2 separate regions of the Rattus norvegicus genome follow, and region 1 is linked to region 2. Evidence: chromatin contacts called from public Hi-C data. All regions are on one chromosome and are shown on one strand. The core of a region is the stretch at or near the end of the contact, and the rest is flanking DNA. Distances in the headings are between cores, read along the strand shown. Region 1 holds the start of Noct (nocturnin). Region 2 has its middle 37 kb from the start of Noct.

Region 1 (6,702 bases), core at 2,436-4,935, 38 kb after region 2:
GACCAAGATACCTGAGTCTACTTCCCTGTCCTAGCCCAAAGTCAAATTCTTGCTTGAAGCCAACTTCTTTGTTCTAGCCCAAAGTCAGACCTACCTGAGCTAACTTCCCTGTCCTCACCCAATGTCAAATTCCTGCCAAGTTTCTACAAGTGGCCCCCAAAGCTCTCCATACATATGTACGTGATGTGTTCCATCATATCCACACAAGCACTCTTGCTCTACTGTCCCTCCCCTCCTAGTAGTTACTCCTCCTCCTGTCATGTGTGCCTTAGTGGGTGTCATTGAGCTTCAGTGGGGTTGTTTACAGTAGCAACAGTTAGCTTGTTGTCGGAGCACAGGTGGGTGCCCTGCCAGGATACTCCTCTCAAGAAAATGTCACTCCCTCCCCCACTAACAACCAACTGCCTGCCAGGAATGGGACCTCCAAAGCCCCTGCTCCTTCCATGAGAGTGGTGACTGGCCCGATCTTCTGCAAATAATCTGTGAGTTCCCCAGTTGAACGATTATTTCATTCAAGGAGAGTTCCATATGCCCTCTTCTCCCACCCCACCCCACCCTTTTTTTGAGACCAGGTTTCTCTGTGTAGCCTTTGCTGTCCTGGAGCTTGTTCTGTAGGCCAGATAGCCTCAAACCCACAGTTTTGTCTGCCTCTGCCTCCAAGGCGTGGGATCAAAGGCGTGTGCCACCGTGCCAGGTTACTCTTGCTTTCTAAGGTTTCCTGGATGTTGGAGGGCATTCGGCAGCTGTCCTGTTTATGACTGGGCACTCAAGAGTCACTCGCCCTCTGTACTTTGATTAGTTATGAGTCTCTGCAGTCACTGCTGACTACCGCAAAAAGAACCTTCTCTAAGCAAAGCTGATGGCAGCAGTAATGGGTAGGAACATCGCTATTTGGAAGGTAATTTGAAAGGCACAGCATGTCCACTTATCAAAACAATGGAAGTGGAGCTGGAGAGATGGCTCAGTAGTTAAGAGCACTGACTCAGAGGTCTTGAGTTCAATTCCCAACAACCTCATGGTGCCTCACAACCATCTGTAATGGGATCTGATGGCCTCTCCTGGTGTGTCTGAGGTACTCATATACCTAAAATAAATCTTTAAAGAAAAAAAAAATCAATGGAAGTAGCTTTCCTACTGGAGTCCACCTCGGCCTTTTGAACAGGTTCATAATAACTGAACAGGTTTACAATAGCAGAAATGAATCCACCCGCCCCACACACACATAGGGCAGGCCTCGATGCCTATCAGAAAGCGCTTGGCTACCCCTATAACAGTCCTGACACATTGTACCAATAGGTTGTTGTCTAGTCAGCTGGTATTGCTGCACATAGGGTCCACAGCAAAGGCTGTTGGTGACAAACCGCCCACTCACCCGTGCCCCAGCAACATATATAATAGCTTGTGTGGGCTAACTGGGAGAAACCTTCCAGTCCAGTTCCAGCTGGATTTCTCCATGTTCTGTGACTAACACATATGTTGACTTCAGGGTCTTATCACTTATTTCTGGTAGGCAGCCAACAGCAGCAGCAGCAGTTGCCTGTAGTGTTTTAATGGCTTCACAAGCTTCTCTGAAGTTCTGTTGTATGTACAGTAGCCTGCAGCCGGCACTGGGAGTTCTAATGGCTTGATATACTCACACGGGATACTCCCACTCAAGCTCCTTTCAAACTTTGTTAATTAGCTCCTGGAGTACCTACTTTCCTTAAGGCCATCTCACTCATTCCTAGTTTAGGTTGGCCCTCTCTGCTCCCTCTTCTGTGCTTTCTCTTTCTTGGCTACTAACAAACTTTGCTTGTGGGAGTGAGAAAGGGAGGGGGAGAGAGAATGTGGTGGTGGGAGGTGGGCGTGGGAAGGGAGTCAACATCTATATATCCATTACCTAAACTGTAAACCAACTGTTACACTTTGTTCTATCTGCAAAGCATTTACTACCTGTTTATGAATGACCCTTTGCCTTGTCTAATGACTCATGTGTGATTGCTGTGCAGATAAGACAGCTGAGCCTCAGACTCTAATGACCAGCTAAGGAGTTCCTGTCCCAGATGCTGTCATCATCGGCTTGTCAGCTGACTCATCCATAACCTGTGGGTGTCAGATTTTTAAGCCAGGTCTGAAAAAAAAATTTGGAATCCCTGGTGACGATACTCCGTCTCAAAGTTTCTTTTCCATTCCTGGTTAGTCATTCCTTACACAATCTACCTGAGGTATTTTTTCCAACTCATTCTTTCTAAGTTAACACTCCCTCTTGTTCTCTCTCCTGCTTCCCTCCCCGCCTTCCCCTCTTCCTTCCCTCTCCATACCCCCTTAAGTGAGAGTGTGAGTCTTGCGTCTCTTACACATTGTGTAAGTGCCCGTTCCTGCCTTTTCCTGGAACATATGACATTCATTTAAAACACAGCTCTGACCATATCCTAGCACCCATGCAACAGACCTGGCAAAAATAAGGGAATTCTCAAGAGACTCTGTGTGTGTGTGTGTGTGTGTGTGTGTGTGTGTGTGTGTCTGAGTTTCAGACTACTGAAACAATGGACCCCCAAGAAATGGGAGTTTCCTTCAGGAAATTCCTGCTGGGAAAAGGAAAAGGCTTCAGCCTGAGGAGTAATTTGTCTCTCAGGAAGAGAGTTCACAGTTCTATCTAGTCAGATCACCTTACAGATGGGATGGCACCCAATGATGGGCGAATGGTGGGCGGGACCACACTTTGACCAGGGCTGCTTAGATGTGTGTACCCCTGGACTTCTATTTAAACTTTAATCTCACTTCAGGATCCCAAAGGGCGATTTGGAGAGAGGTTAACTCTTTGTCCCTCTTCCCAATGTGGACATATTAAGTACATCTCCTTTTTCGTTTTTGTTCGTTTGTGTTCTTGGTTTTTGGGTTTTTTGTTTTGTTTTGTTTTGGTGTTTTGTTTTTGTGTTTTGAGATAGCTTCACAGCTCTGGCCGGCCGGAACTTTCCAGATCCACAGGCCCCTGTCACTCCGGTACTGGGATTAAAGACCTTCACCACCACTGCCACACCTGCCTTCTACTTTTAATTTGGCATTTTCAGTAGTTTATTAGATGGATGTTCCTCTAAATTCGGTAACAGCCCATATTACGTCTGGACCATCCCAAGCATTTGTTTTTGGTTTTATTTTTTTAGGTTTTTGTTTTTCCCCTAATTCCCTTAGCCTTCATTTTCCACAACTAAAGAGCTGTTTCCCAGGTGTGGGTTCCAGCCCTCCAATCATGGTCCATCTCCACGGCCAATCCTAACAGACCCTCTGGCAGTACAGGCGCTCCACGCCCTGCTGTCAGTTTCCGCACCTCGTGCTTGGGAAGCGGATGCTTGTTGCAGCCGCCTCAGAAGTAGTCAGCGCTTCCCGGTAGCTAATCTCCATTACCGCCACGGAGCGTGGAGCTGACCGCCCTCCGAGGACGTTCTCACAGACACGCGCTCGCACACACTCAGCGCTGGAACCAACCCGGGATTCCCAGCCTGTGGACGCTTCCATTGCAGCCGGCGGGAGAGGGCGCGGGCTCACGGAACGCCTCTCTAACGAATTCCTGCGGCGTTGGCCATCCGCCAGCCTCCACCCCGTGGACAATCTACTGTCTCTCTCTCTCTAGTCCAGAGGGTTCATTCCCGGCCGGAGCTGTCCCCGTCTGACTGCACCCAGGCCGTGCGCCCGGATTCCCCCGTAGCCGCAGCGTGGTAGCGCTCGCCCCGCCGCCGCTCGCCGGTTGCTCCCCGGCGCTAGCCAGCTCGCCTCAGTGAGCCACTGCCGCCGCCGCGTCCGCCTCACTACACTGCTTGCCCGGTCGGCGCCGAGGGACGAGGAGGAAGGAGCACACCGCAGCGCAGCGGTCCCAAACCTCCACCGCCGCCCGCCTCGCTCGGCCCGGCTCGTCAGCGCGGCGGCGCCCGGCATGTATCAGAGCCCGCGGCGGCTCTGCTCGGCCCTGCTGCTCAGGGACGCCCCCGGCCTGCGCCGCACACTCGTGCCCGGCCCGCGCCGAACGCTCGCCCCGCCGGTGCTCGGATCCCGGCCCGCGTCCCCACAACTGCAGGCGGCGGCCTCGGGCGCCGCGAGGTCGCGTCCCCGAACAGGTGAGCGGGAGCGCGGAATGAATGGGCGCCGCGGGCTGGTCCCCGGCGCTCGCCGCGGCGTCGCGTCTAGAGGGAGCAGACGCTGCTCAGGGGGCCTCGCTTTCCACGTTCGTGTCTGATCTACCTGAAGCCCGGGTGTCCACAATGACCCCAGTAGCTAACGCTTCATTTTACCCACCCGGGTGCAAGGAGGTTACGTTTTGATTGCAGACTGCTTGTGGACATCTTTATGAGGTGGGGAAAATACCTAAAAATGACAGGATCGTGGGTTTGCAGGGCCTGCGGGCTCTGAATTTTCTCAAAGCCCTATTACTAATAGCACATGTTACCTCTTCCTGGAAAGGGGTCTCCCACTGCGTCTTAAATCCCTGCGTGAAGCTGACTCTAGATGAGCCTTTCATCAAGAGTCAGTTCTGTGCATCATCTGTGTTTTAAGTGTCCCCTTTTCTGCCCAAAAGCAGATTGTGACGATCGCAAACTACATACAAATTAAGTATGGCTTTTAAATGAGTAGTTTCTCCCTCAAATCTAGCAATTACTTCATGTAGGCTCTCCTTCAAAACCAGCAATTACTCCATAACACTTCTCCAGAAAGTGTAATTTGATTGTTACCTCAAATTAGGTTATTGCCGTCTAACCTACGGATGCTGTAACCATACTTATTTTACTAGAGTACATTTTGATAGGGTTTTGGATTAATTTAAGGACAGAGTGCACATTAGAAAGTATAGATTCCCTGCGGCTGTCTTTTGTTGCTTTTTTTTTTTTTTTTTTTTTTTCAAGACATGGCTGTGGCTGTTCTAAACCTTAACTATGTAGACCAGGCTGGATTCCAATTTATAGAGATCCACCCGCCTCAGCCTAGCGAATGCTGGGATTAAAGGCTTGCTGTACAAGTAAGTTATCATCTGAATCTGATTGAAGCCAACACCTTAAACTGTCCACAATCATATTACTGGCAGATATTTAGAGTGGTTTTGTTTTGTTTTAGCTAACCAGTTAAAATGGGTGTGGTGGCACACATCTATGATCTCAGCACTCAGGAGGCTGAGGCTGGAAGACCAACATTTGGAGTGCCACAACCCCGATACAGGAGAATCTGTTGTGGGTGTTCCGTTTTACCGGGCAGTGGTGGCACTCATCTTTATCCCAGCACTCTGAAGGCAGAGGCAGGCAGATCTCTGAGTTTGAGGCCAACCTGGTCTACAGAGTGAGTTCCAGGACAGCCAGGGCTTTTTCAGAGGCACCCTGACTCAAAGAGGAAGGAAGGACTTTTGAAAATCTAGGGCCGTGGGTCTATAAAACTTCGGTGGGTTGTGAAATAACTGTCGGGATGGACAGCATCCCAGTAACACCAGCAGTAGCTGCTGGTGGTGTTTTCCTGTCGGAGGGACGTTATTAGGTCTGAAGGTGGAAAGGTTGGCTGGCACCAGCTCATTTTAAATCCCGCTCCAACTCCTTCAGATTTGTCATTAGGCACATCTGTGAATGGAGGGAGCTTGTGCAATACAGATCAAGGACAGCTGTGATAAGGGAGTCAGAGTGTGCAGTGTGAGGCTTCCACTGATGGCTGATGCATTTCTTTAAAAGTAGTTTGAAAACCCTTGGATTGATGGGTAAAAACCCATACGTAGGGTAGGGTAGAGGGAAGTGGTAGACTGTGGGGCTTTTAACATGCAACGGGCCTAGCAAAAAAGAAAAATTGCAGGATTTTTATGGTACTTAAACTGTTTTCAACTGGACAGGGTGTAGGCAAGTTTCCTGATCTTGTAGCTTTGGAGGGAAGATGCAGCCATTGATTCTGCTGCTCATTCTCACACTGTGTCACCATAGCTTTCATACAGAAGTGTATTGAGGATTCTGAGCTTCAGGCTATTCAAAAGCGCTTACATTACAAAGGAAATGGCAAAGATGCTTGCTACCAAGCCTGAAGACCTCAAGTCCTTCAAGGTGCTCTCTGGCATCCACATGTGCCTACACGCATACAGCAAATGGGTATCATTTCTAGATTTTAAAGAGGGGAGATTTAAGCAGATGTGGTGATTCAGGCTGGAACCTTTTTGTTTTGTTTTTGAGAGAGTCTCAAGGTAGTACTTGCTGTCCCGGAACCCTGCACACAAGTGCTGGGATTAAAGGTGTGTAGCCTGGCCAGGAGCAGATGTTGAATTCAAGGCCAGCCTGGGATGCAGATAATGGTTCCAAGTACTGTGTTCTTTAGGGAGAGAGGGTTTTTCACCAAGGTCTGTTTGATGAAAACTTTTAGTCCAATAGTGACATTTTTGCTGTGACAAGGTGGGGGCAACCTGTAATGATAACTCTTGATGCTTTCAGGGGTCAGAAGGTGGCAGCATACGGAGCTAGACTTGAAAGAGAAAATACAGACAGCTAGACGTGCTGGGACACACCTTCATCCCAGCACTCTGGGAGGCATAGGCTGGCAGGTCTCTGAGTTCAAGGCCAGCCTGGTCTACAGAGTGACAGAAACCCAGAGAGAGAGAGAGACAGAGACAGACAGACAGACATGAAAGTGAAACATCTGAGGAAACAGCAGAAAGGAAAGAGAAGAAGGACCTCTAAGGCATTAAAAGAGGGCAGAGAAACATTTTGATTT
Region 2 (7,340 bases), core at 1,864-4,363:
GTTGGTAAGGTGAGGTCCAGCTTGTCTCCACTAGGTCATCTTCATGTGAATCCGGTGGTTATACGGTTTTGTTCTAGGGATATTTCATTTTTTTAATAACGGTTTTAGCTGACATTCATGGAGAGAATGAATCCTTAGAACTGTGCCACTAGTGAAAGGAAATCCTGTCTAGAGTATGTTTCTTTACAAAGCTGTGTCACACCATCCTTTGGGCCCTCTGCTGGAAAAGTAGAATCAAGTCTCAAATAATGCCTTTTAAATTGTATCCTCTAGTATTATAGATGTAGGACAGTACTGTATCATACCTCTGTGGATGTAAAATAGCTTGTACCTGCTTTATGATACGTAGTAGTGACCGTGCTTTATCAGAGCTGTTTTTAATGATGTTGCTCAGAATGTTTTCTTTCCAGATGATGATTGAGAAGCTAATTTAAAAAAAAAAAAAATGGTGCCAGGTACCACAAGAGTAACAGAACTGTGCTGTTTTCTCGGGTTTTGTTTTTTTACTTTTTTTTTTTTTTTTTAATGGAGTGTGCTGGATGTCTCTACAGTTTTGTTCAGATGACTGCAGAACCTGGAAAAGCTGTTGCTGCTGTTGATGCATAACACACTGCTATTATTGGTCTTTTTATATAAATATAAATATATATATACAGATATATAATTTGAATTTTTTGAAACTTTACCTGTGCTGTCAACTTTCGAAAAAAGTATCCCCGTTTACTGTGTTGAGTTGGCACTGTACAGAAATTAACAGCCATATTGGTCTAGAAATGTTGAACTTAAGTTTTTTCCATTTGTACAGGGGTAACACACTGTATTAAATATGTAAGGTCTTATATACGTGGGTTTGATTACAAAAACTAATAAAGTATTCTCTAAATTAAAAAAAAATGTTGATATGAGGAGAAGTGGGCCTTGAAGCAATTTGAAACTTTAGGACACCACTGTATATCATAATTTCCTGAAGTAAACTATGTATAAGTGAATTGAAAAAAATCAAGAAAAAATAAATTGTAGGAAAATAAAAAAAAAAGGCCCAAAAACCTGAAGTATCAGTATACAGTTGTAAAATGTTTATGTATAAAATAGTGAGACATTTGAAGGTAGATGGGAGTAAGTTCATGATATATGTATACAATAAACCCTGCAAACAATAAAATAATTACAATATTATAAAAATTAAAAAAAAAAGAAGGCAGAAAACAGAATAATAACTTTCATTGCTCTCTGCTTTTTAACTTCACTCTGAACATATCTGTTGGGAGGCCACCTACAGGAAGTACATTAAACACCATCTACCACACCCTGATTGATATTGGCCCCCTTCTATGCACAGCAAGTGCCCATTACTCACAGGCACAATAGTACATTTCAAAGGAAGACACAGGGGGCAAGGTGGGATCCACTTCACAGTTTGTCATGGGTCAGCCTATTTGTGGTTTGATGAAGCAATATTTCTTCTTTTCAAAGCAATAAAACAGTTTTTGCTGTGTGCTAAGAAGCAGAAAAAAAAAAAAAAAACACTGTTTTTGAAACATATGCCTTAGTCGTCATTCTGCAGTCTCCTTTTCATTTGTCTAGAATTGCATAACTTTCAACCTTTGCGTCTATCTCCTTCCACTGGGGCCACACTTTCAAGCCTCATTCATATAGCACCTATCAAGTACTCCATTCTTCTCTCTGAATGGCTTAACAATGCTCTATTGTAAAGACAAAGCACATTTCCCACTCACTAACCAACAGACATTTGACTTGTTTGTGTTTCTGTGCCATTATGAATATTTCTGTGAACGTCCGCATATCCATTTTGTATGGATATAGGTTTTGTTTCTCATGAGCAATTGCCTAGGGGCAGAATTGCTAGACCATCTATATTTTTTTAATTGTATTTTTAATTATGCTATGCTGGGTGGGTGCAGATATGCTGGTGAATGCAGGACCAGAGGTGGGCAGAAGAGGGTATCAGATCCCCTGACCTACAGTTACAGGCAGTTGTGAGCAGCTGACATGGGTGCTGAGAAGTGAGCTGGGGTCCCCTACAAGGACAGTATCCCGTCCTCACCCCTGGGCCATCTCTCTAGCCCTCGTGTTTGCTGCTTAGACTCCATATGTCTGCCCTGTTCCTTTGTCCACTTTCTGATGACTGTTCGTGTGACATTTCTGAAGCTAGTTAATATCTCACCCAGTGAAGTCTGAATTCCATACAACCGATGGAGTTTCCACCCTAAGCTAGCTCAGCCTCTCCCGTGCTGCTCTGAAAGCAGCTGGCGGGGCTGGGGATTTAGCTCAGTGGTAGAGTGCTTACCTAGGAAGCACAAGGCCCTGGGTTCGGTCCCCAGCTCCGAAAAAAAGAACCAAAAAAAAAAAAAAAAAAAAAAAAGAAAGCAGCTGGTGTGCCAAAGCCATCTATCTGCTCTGTCCAGGAAAACAGGTTTGGTCACAGAGAAAGCAGGGAGGGTGCCCTCATGTCTCCCACAATTCCACACAGAAGGAAGCAAATGTCAGTCCACCCAAACTCTGCCCCCACCCCCTCGAAGAAAACAAAGTTTTTCTTTTCTTTTCTTTTCTTTTCTTTCTTTTTTTTTTTTTTTTTTTTGACAGAGTCTCAAGTGCTAATGCATACTCCATATATATGCAGTGGTGACCTTGAAGTTCTGATCCTTCTGCTTCTGACTGCCAAGTGCTGGGATTCAAACGCAGGTTTTCATGCATGCTAGGAAAAAAGTCTAACCACTGAGCTACACCCTCAGCCAAAAGAGCCCTACACCAAAAGAGCCGAGTTTTTTTTTGTTTGTTTGTTTGTTTTTGGTTTTGTTTTGTTTTGTTTCTTTTTAAAGGAAGGGGCTCAGAATCTCAGAACTGACAACTCAGAGCTTGGCACACATGTGTCAAACTAGAACTACCTACACCGTGACGCTAGTTTGCGATTTACCAGAGCACACCGAGCACTGACAAGCATAAAGACGCAAAGAAATCAACACCTCTGGCCAAAGTCAAGGTGATCCGGTTGGAAACAAAGCAAACAAAAGTTCTTAATACAGCCAGTGCTGAGGTAAGAGAGTTATGAATAACCTGACCCTTGTATCTGCAGATCCCAGAGCACCTCCTCCTCTAGCAGCCAATGCGCTAAGGCCAAAGTCGCATATAGTGCTGAAAGCTCCGGGCTGGACAGAACCAGCTGCCCTCTGGTCGATAGTAAATGCCATCAATGTGTAGTCAAGCAAGAGGGAATGATTGACTTGTCCGTTTGACAACACGGGGAGTGAGTTTTGTGTCTCGATATTGTTCTGGCAATATTTCACCAACTCCGCCAGCCCCTGTATGATTAGAAATAGATCCTGCTAGGTGTACTAGCTGACTCCCAGAATCCTTAGATGTCTGAGAAATAGGGTGTCAGGGGAGCAGAGATGCCTAGAGAGCAGTGTTATGAAGCTTGAGCTAGGAGGGAGATTAATGTTACAGCGTCATAGAACAAAATGCTCTGGGGTTCACAAGGCAGTGGCCTGTCTGCCTTACTGAGAGCTTGTAACCTACAGAAAAGGCTCAGTAGTAACAAGGAATCTGACATCAGAAGCTGAGAATAGCCTCCTGTCTGAAGAAAGCAAGGCTGTTCCTACTGTGTGGTACAAAAGCACAGACTGGCTAGGGACCCACCAGGACTGGGTTTGCGAGGTCAGAAGGGCGGGCCCATCTTCAGGTTTGGAAGCCTCTCACTCGGATGAACCATCAGTGTTCTGGAGAAATCATTGGACGGGCTATTTTAAGACTGAGTGTGGCTCAGTAGAGGGCTCACCTAGCACAAAGCTCTAAGTCCCACTCCCAGCATCGAATAAGCCAGGTGTGTCAACGAGCACATGGAGTCCCAGCTCTCAGGAGGCGGAAGCAGGGGATCGGGACTCCAAGGTCATCCTCCGCTATGGAAAAGAAGGACAGGAAGGAGGGAGGGAAAGGGGGAGGAAAGGAGAGGGGGAGGAAGAGGGAGTGAAATGCTATTTTAAGAAGAAAATACTCTTTTAAAAGAGTGTTTCTGGGGAATGGACACAGATGTGAGGTTTCATTACCTTGTACAAAACACATGAAATGTCCCGTCTTTACCTTGGAGAAGGTTCAAGGTAAATTAACTGTGCTGACTCAGACCTCGGTCAGCTTCAAGAGTGGCAGTTGCATCCACAGCAGGCTGCCTATGGTGGCTTTGGGCTAGCACTTGAGGGGAAATTCAATTTTGCTCTTGCTTTGTTTCCCGGGGGAGGTGTTGGAAACTGAACCTAGGGCCTCATACAAGCTAGGCATCCATCGTTATGGGGAGCTTCACTTGAAACCCAATCAAGTTAGCATGTACTGTCTGGCTTCCAGTAAGCTCAGCAGAAGTTCTGGGCATCTTGTGTCTTGGGCAGGGCTCTTCCTCCCTCCCCCATATAAACTTCAAGACTTCTGTTTAATCCCCAGTCTGCTCAGCTATGGCCCTCAGACCAACCACCCTCGAGCAGTCTCCCTTTCATGCTGCCGTAGCTTCCAGCCTTTCAGTGAGCTCTTTATCAAAGCTACAGGGACGATATATTCCAGCTCTGTAGCTCCTTAGTATTGGGCATCATTACGCTGAGGAATAGGCCTCATGTCACCTCCTCATTCTGAGCCCTAGAATTTGACCACCCAGATGACCAAATAGGCCCTGCTTTCACCAGGTGCTGCCTGCCCCTTGGCCCTGTCCTAGGTTCCCCTTCCCTCTTGGCTACCTGCCTGGATCTTGCCTGAGGTTATTATAGCAAGGCTCCGTGTACTAGCAATCCAAGGGTACATGAGTCCACTGGGCAGCTGGCCTCTGGCCTTGTGCTTCTAGGTCTCAGTTGCATCATTCGGATTTCTCTGACCTCTATCCTTCCTCCCAGCCCAGGACCGAACTTTCTGAAGAGAAGGAAAAACTTAGGGCTCTCCAGAAGAGCCAACCAATAGAAGGCACAGGGGGATCTCCGAAGAGATTTACCAGGAGGCGTCAGCTCTCACAGCTGTGGAGAGTAAGATGCCCAGAACCTGCTGCCTCCAAGGTGGAGGTCCAGGAAAGTCAGCTCCATGTTTTCAATCCAGACTTAGGGGAGGGAGTGGAAGGGAGACGAGGAGAGGGAAGAGAGGGCACAAGCAGTCTAGCCATATGAGGGTATCCAGAATATAAACCTGACTCCCTTTCATGTCTCCTTGGACCTCATAGAAGTGGGACTCATCACATCCTGTATCAGAAGGGGGCATAGTTAACAGCTCACAGTGGTTCTGTGCATGTGTACATGCAGAAGTGTTTTAAATGTGTATATATGTATACACACATATGTATAATACATGTATACATATATATGTATATGTGTGTGTGTGTGTGTGTGTGTGTGTGTGTGTGTGTGTGCACCTGTGTATGTGAATATGAGAGGGCCATGGAGCAATCAGAAGACAACTTGTGGAAGTCAGTTCCCTCTTTCCTCCTTGTGGGCTCTGAGAATTGAACTTCGATCATCAAGCTCCAAGCAAGTGCCCTTCCTTGCTGAGCTGTCTCACCAGTCCCTTTTTGTATATTTCATCGCGTATATTGGCTTATATACAACGTTGTTTTTAAGGTGGCTTGCTGTTAAACCAGAAGGCCATATGTCGGGGACCCAGGCACAGCCTTGTCCCCTTCAGCATCACAGTGTTTCTGCAGTCCCATTGGTGCAGCCTTGTTCAGGCTCCTGACCCTACAAGCATGTCGCAGTGAGGAGCACGGGCACTGTGCATGTGCAACGGAATGGGTGGGTGTGCATTCTGGTGGGTCTTTACTATAAAGTCACAGTCCCCCAGCTAGCCATCACACCTAATGTGCTCTCTGAAAGATGTCATCCAACCACTTTCCATTAAAAAAAAAAAATGCAACCAGGAGGGCTACCAGCACTGAACGTAAGGATATATCTTTATTTTATATGGGGGAAATTTGTGAATGAATTTCCCTCTTGTGGAGCAATCACCAGGGTCTTGCCTTTTTATTCATAAGCGGAGAGAATCCAGGCTCATGCCCTACAGGCATATGTCAAATGTGTTCACACCAACCAGAATTTGTACATGGAAATATGGAAATCTCTATAATATTATATAATATATAACATAATATATAATATATAACATGATATGACAGTATTCCATGCATGTTATCATGTGCAGTTACCTGCTGCATAACCATTCTTAGGGAAAGCTGCTGGCAGAGACACATTATGTAATGGTGAGGATCTGACACCACGAGTCAGAGTCAGTATCTGGCCATGTAAGTCCAGAAGGTCACCTAAGCCACCTTTGCATGCTTGCTGGTGACGTAGGAGCTGTTTTGAAATACCCCCCCGCCCCAGTGAACTTTCCGATTGAACTTAGCTCTTGTTCTTACACTTCAGCTCCACATCAATTTTTTGCTAAGTGTCAAACAGTATTAACTAATCTCCTTCCATATAAATGGGTGATGAAAATCATTCTTTTCACTAAAAACAATCTTTTTTTAATCTCACATCTAATTCTTTTAGGCACAATTACTTTGGGCCACCTTTCAGTTAGTATAATTCAAAAACAGATAGGTTTTTTTCTGTAAACCAACTGGAATATAAATAAGTGTTAATTTTTAAGTGGACCTGGCAGGGATGGCATGTGTCTTTAATTCCAGCGCACCGGAGGCAGAGTCAGGCGGATCTCTGTGAGTTCCAAGCCAGCCTGGTCTAACATAGTGATATTATATGTTTGTTCTAAGTTCTTTTAAAAATGTTCATTTTTATTTAATCGTATGCATACTGGTGTTTGCCTGCAAGGATTTCTGTGCAGTGCCCATATGTGCCAGAAGAGGGCGTCAGGTCCCTGGAACTACAGTAGCAGATAGCTGTGAGCTGCCCCATGGGTACTGGGCATCCATCCCGGGTCCACTTGTGTGATTCAAGTAAGTAAGAAGCAAAGCACTTTGCAGAGGTGGAAACTCAAAAGCTCCCTTAGCTGCAGGTCTGGGTGGAAGCTCTGGCCGGGCTGCTAACGCCACATTGTTTCCAAGGACCAGCAGTTTGAGAAGGCTGACTCAGCGGCGCCCTGTCTGCTGCTGCCATATGTCAGTTACCACACAACTTCCAGGTTTCCCTAGAGATGGCAGCAACTGCTGACACCAGTACTGCTTATCACAGCCCAGCTTCGCAATTCATCAGTTAGCGGTCAAGCTCTGTATTTTTTAATTAAAAATTAACCACAATGCTAAGCGACTGGATAATTCGTTGCATCCACACTGAGTGGTGAAGAGCAATTCTTTCTCCTCAAACACTGATCACAAGCAATGTCCTGACATGGAACTGAGCTCTGGG

What was found. A called contact is a pair of places that touch in the nucleus more often than the background predicts.
Region 1: a contact with region 2 is called in a Hi-C map of kidney, with 4 times the contacts expected there. The contact joins the promoter of Noct here to the enhancer-like site in region 2. A contact is called at or near these places in 4 of 12 Hi-C or Micro-C datasets (kidney, liver and mammary epithelial cells).

What each region holds. Positions count from the first base shown.
Region 1 is chr2:137,418,389-137,425,090 of GRCr8, forward strand. It overlaps Noct (nocturnin), which reads left to right and starts at 3,686. Exons shown (of 3, transcript NM_138526.1): 1 at 3,686-4,091. The coding sequence starts at 3,911.
Region 2 is chr2:137,381,433-137,388,772 of GRCr8, forward strand. No RefSeq gene overlaps it. Among named protein-coding and RNA genes, the nearest start is that of Noct, 37 kb to the right of the region's middle. Within about 2 kb of position 3,114, at least 5 of the 93 cell types and tissues checked have an H3K27ac peak or open chromatin away from gene starts, as enhancers often do. A contact at or near this core is called in kidney and liver, where this site is marked.